Regions from separate parts of the Gossypium hirsutum genome. Here region 1 is linked to region 2. A link is a contact called in public Hi-C data. All regions are on one chromosome and are shown on one strand. The core of a region is the stretch at or near the end of the contact, and the rest is flanking DNA. Distances in the headings are between cores, read along the strand shown. Region 1 holds the start of LOC107934310 (FT-interacting protein 3). Region 2 has its middle 14 kb from the start of LOC121205891.

Region 1 (2,700 bases), core at 147-2,646, 110 kb before region 2:
GAAAATGCTTCGTTTCTCAAGAGGGTAGTGCAAAACAACCGCATCGGAGTAATTCACGAACGATGGTGCAGTGAGTCGAACCTTCCCAAGACAAGTCTTCGCGTTGTTTGCTTTGTTATGGTTGTAAACAAAAGCTTCAAGTGGGAGGCTTGACAACTTGTTTGGATCCGATACATTGAAATAGAAACTCTCGTTCCATACCGGATTGAGATCTTTCTCTTTAGTAGTGGTCCGGCATCTCTGGCCATCGAACTCGAGCTCCACAAAGGCACAGAATGATCCCTGCCCATCTTTGGCTAACAGGTCATGCGCCCCCACCACCTCCACCCCCAACTTGAGACTACTCATAGTTTGTATCAATCAAACCGGAACCAGAAATCACTTTATTGACTATCGATAATTGAAGTCGATCAAAATAATACCTGAAATAAAAAGAAAACTAACAGTTTAACAATGATAATTCATGTATGAATTTAAAACAGATGAATTTCAGTCCCTCCATGAACAAATAAGCAAGCAATATCGAAAGGATATAAGCACTGAAAATGCAAAAAAGCGCAAAACACAACAAATTAATACAACAAGAACCCAGTATAATGAGAATTAGCATGAAACTGCAATGAATTTTTTTATATATAAATAAATATTTTTTTCAATTTAAATTCTCCAAATTCTTGACAACCAAGCAGTATATAATCTGTAATTTTATCATGTAAAATTATGAAAAAGGAAAGTTGAGATTCCAGCCAGAGATTAAAAAGGGGAAATAATTCCATGAATTTTTTTCTCATACTAAAGCAAGATTCTGAGAGAAAGATACCATACTTTAGTTTCACATCAGAATATATATATACACACACATAGGATCTTTTTGATCCTTTTACAAAATCAAAGCTCAGTCCATGTTTCCTTCTGGGAAACAATTACTGGGTTTTTTTTTGTTATTTAAGAAACTTATGGCAAAAACTTTCCTCTATGAAAAGCGTCTATTTTTTTTTTAAAGTTTGAAGAAAGAAAAGGAAGAATCAGCTTACTTTTTTCAGGTTTCAAAGAACACCCAACAATCAGATACCAAGAGTAGAAAAAACCCCGAATACACAATAAAAATAAAATAAAATCATCGAACAAGAAGAAAAGAATTTAAGGGAATTTAAAGAGATTAAAAACAACTGACCTCTGTTTTAAAAGCTGAAAGCTCTGTTAGGAAAGTGAAAGGAAGCTTGAAAGGAGTGTATATGATAGCATCTATGAAACTTAGGAGAGAAGGAGATTAATTTAAAAATTTAGAAATAAAATACAGTTTGACCGAGAGAATATTAGAGAGTCGTCTAAAACGAGTAAAATGAAATGTTTTTTTCTGAAGATGATGGAGATAAATTAAAGAAAAATCAAAACGAAATAAGAAGAGATTCACTGTTTAAATTTAATTATCAGTTTCCAACTTTCCTTTTTTCCCTTTTGGTTAAATTTCACGAAAGTCCCTGTAACATTCTTGGGAAATTTAGTTTATGTGCTAAAATTTGTCATTTTTAACCTTTTACTTTTTCAAAATGTGTATTTTTTAAATTTTATTAAATAATTTCACTTGGATTATTTTTTAAAATATATGATGCTGCGGCATGTATACTTTGCAATTATTTTTTAGTTTTGGATAAATATTATACAGTTTTCTCTTTTCTTTAAACGTGTAAAAAAATTGTTACCATATAAAAAATATCAAAATTTATATGCCAAATCATCATATTTTTTAAAATTAAACCATTCCAAATTATCTGACAAAATTAACAAAAAAATAACCACCTATTTCGAAAATATAGGATCAGAAAGGGTCAAATTACAATAGAAGGATTAAAAATGAAAAAAAGGTATAAAAAAGGGACTTTCAAGAAATATCGACCTTGTTTTCACTTCTAATCTTATACGACAACGATACGGGTGTTGACGTTTTTTTTTCTTTTTAATACAATTTCAACACTCTTGAATGTGCTCGTTATGGCACGCGCTGTACTTTATTGACACGTGTGGTAATTCTTTTCAAATTGCATGTCGATGTCGTCTTTAGTTGACTGTTCTTTAATTTAATTTAGCGTGTTTTTCAAATTATTTTGACAACTTAACTGAAAATTAGATGATTGGTTCAAAAAAAAAATGAATATATGAATTTGTTACATTGTTCATTAATGTTTTTACGAAATGAAAAGTTTTAACTCTTTATTTTATTAAATTTTAGGGGTATAATTAGGTATCAATTAAAATAATTTATCAATTGGCCAGATAAATGGTTTTAATGTATTGCTTTTTATTAATAAAAATAATTATTTTTTAAAAAAATGAATTTTGTTGTGGGCTTTCCTCCTCCATTCATTTTCCAGATTTTATTTAGTTGATCAACAGGAAATTAAAAAGCAAAATAGAATAAAGCAAAACTTTTTGGTTCAAGGACTAGTATTCATGCTTTCCTTATTCAATGTGCTAACATTTAATAACACCAGCTAATTAGTTTTGGGAAATAAAAATACAATTATTTACAGTAAAAGAGGAAAACAAATTTGAAATTCATAACTTAGTATTCTATCCAAAAAAATTCCTAAATTAGTCAAACTTGATTTTATTATGTACAAAACAACTTAAATGAGTAAAATTGTTCTCATGTAAAATTAATTAGGGATTTTTTTTTGCATATTTAAATATGTACAGAAT
Region 2 (2,700 bases), core at 198-2,697:
GGAGACCATCAGACTCATGTCCCTGACCAATAATCTTCTTCGTCATGAGATCCTAAAATAAAAAATAACCAGGAAAAAAATGAGACACAAAAATTAAGGGCACGAGTAAGTTTGTTAACAGAAATCAAATTAAGAGATAATTGTGGTAGACTCATAACAAATGGAGAGATGATGTGGGATTAGTGGTTTTAGACCCAATAACATTAGATTTTGAACCATCGGCTAAAGTGACAGGAGATATAGACTTATGTCGCTGAAAGAAAGTAAACTAGATTACCTGTCATGTGATCCGTAGCACCAGAATTAATGACCCATTTTGAAGAAGAGGAAACAAGACATGTATTGAGTTTACTTGACTCAACAAGAGCAGTAATGTGATCGGATGGCTGTTTCACAGTTTCTTGCAGCTGAGTCATTCTGGCATTCATCCGCAGGTATTGTAACAGACTTTTTAGAGGTCTCAGAACTAGATTCAATATGAACAAATTGAGCTTTCTTATACTATAGCTTCCTACAATCCAGCTTGATATGACCTGGTTTATGACAGTAGAAACATACAATTTCTCCTTGCTCCTGTCTACAAATTCCAATGTTCTTATCAGATTTGTAGAATCCCGACCCCATGCTCTTATTGTTGCCACCACTCTTGTATTGTTGTCTACCCGAGTCAGATGTGGTAGTGTGACTAATAAGAACATTGTTAGGCTGTGTAGATAGAACAGGTAACGAATTCTCCGTACAGAGGACCCTCTAAAAAACATCGTCTAGATTGGAAATTTCTGAACTGGAAAGGATTTGAGATTTGGCAGTCTTAATTCAGACGGAAGACCGACTAGAAAACTCATAACAGTCATCTTCTCTCGCTGATTTTGTTGTACCTCTACATCGGTACTGAAAGGAAGCAGCATATTGAGCTCTTCATATGTTTTCTTGAAGTCCATAAAATAAATGGTGAGAGATCTCTCTTTTATCTGCCCTGTAAAAATTCTTCCAAACATCATAGATACAAGAGATATTTCCTTTTCCAGAATATAAGAACTGCAAATAGTTCATTAATTGTTTCACTGTGTTACAATGAGTAACCAGACCAACCAACTCAATGTCAATAGAATTACAAATTTGTATATACAAGCAAGCATCTTCTCTCACCCAAAACAATCTAGAGTCATCCGTAGGTGGATTATCAGTCATATGACTATCCATAGAAATACTGAGCAAATATAATTCAATAGTATGGTTCCAATCAAGAAAATTAATTCCATTTAATTTATGTTCCGTTATTACCCACAAGATTGCTGCAAATTTCAACCGGAACTATATCAGAAACAATTCCAGTCTTTTTGTCAGACATAATTGCTGAAAAATTCAACAAGATAACAGATTACCCACAAGATAACCAAACCTGTCGTAACCAAGTCCCACACCTATATCGATGTTGACCCAAAAAATAGGTATGCAAATAGCGTTGAAAAACAGACACTAGTCGTTGGGTTCTGATCGACCGGCACACAACGTACCTCCCTAAGTTGGAGGTGTCTATGGATGAACCTTCAAAACCTAAATCTTAAATATAGTTAGAAAATGCAATTGGAAAATAAGTTTAACGAAAAAAAACGTTTTTAATTATTTTTTTAAATTAGAACTAAAGTAATAAACACTTAATTAAAATTGTACATTTTCGATTTTAAGATAAACACTTCGACCGGATAGTCTTCTCTACAAAATTTCCACTAAGGTAATTTTATAATTTCTCTAAACTTCTAGGCTAAGCTGTACATAAGAAAAATATTTCTAGAAAGTTTTTTAAATAATTTCTTCAGAAAATTTTCTCTATATAACTTTCTCTTAAATTTAAATGTGTGAAAAATAATTACTTATAGCTCTCTTTACATAAGGAGAGTTTAAAAAGTTCAACTATGATTAAGCTTAACTCTTTAATATTAAATTATATATTAATATTATTATATATTAAATTAATAGAATATTTATTATAGATAAATATTATATTAAATTTAATATTAAATCTATTAAAATAATATTATTTTTGGAAAAGTTAATTTAAAATCAAATTATCCGGTTGAGTCCCAATAAGAGTGTGATTCCCCCACTGTTCAATTGTCGGAGGACCACCCATTGTCCACGAAAATCTTGTCATCGTCGTCGCCGTCGGCACCAACGTGTCCGGTGGTGCCATCGTAGGTGCTACATCCTCATGGAACCTCGAGCCAGTTCAATCCAGGCCAGTGATGGCCCAGCCGATCCGATCCTGCCACCTGTTGGATCGTCGGCCCAGTTCAATCAGTTTTGGTTTCTTGAGTCCAATTTTTTATCTCAAGACCAAATTTCAAGTTAAATTACCCATTGGGCCAATTTTTTGACTTGAAAATTAATTTCCAAAAATATCATAATTATTTTAATTATTTTGATTAATTTATTTTTACTTGATCAAATTTAATTTTTCAAAATATCATTTAGATTTTCCAATTAATTTTTTAAGAAAATTCTTTAATCAAATTTTCTAGTTGAACAATTCTCATGATCGCCTAATGTAATTCCACATCGAATTAATCAACTCAATTAAATTATTTCCAAATTCGTAAAAATTTCTTCTGATTCAAATGTAGTCCAACAAGCTTTTGTTAAGCTAGCGAATGGACCAATCAGACATATAGAATTAGGCTCTAGTAATTGCAAATTATG

The links. Hi-C and Micro-C count contacts between places; a contact is called where the count stands out from the background.
Region 1: a Hi-C map of leaf shows a contact between it and region 2, with 2.1 times the contacts expected there. The contact joins the promoter of LOC107934310 here to the enhancer-like site in region 2. A contact is called at or near these places in 5 of 34 Hi-C or Micro-C datasets (callus, leaf and petal).

What each region holds. Positions count from the first base shown.
Region 1 is chrA08:104,267,257-104,269,956 of Gossypium_hirsutum_v2.1, reverse strand. LOC107934310 (FT-interacting protein 3) reads right to left here and starts at 1,396. Exons shown (of 2, transcript XM_016866693.2): 1 at 1,175-1,396; 2 at 1-422. The coding sequence starts at 348.
Region 2 is chrA08:104,156,803-104,159,502 of Gossypium_hirsutum_v2.1, reverse strand. It overlaps the pseudogene LOC107934301. Among protein-coding and RNA genes, the nearest start is that of LOC121205891, 14 kb to the left of the region's middle. Within about 2 kb of position 1,447, at least 5 of the 9 cell types and tissues checked have an H3K27ac peak or open chromatin away from gene starts, as enhancers often do.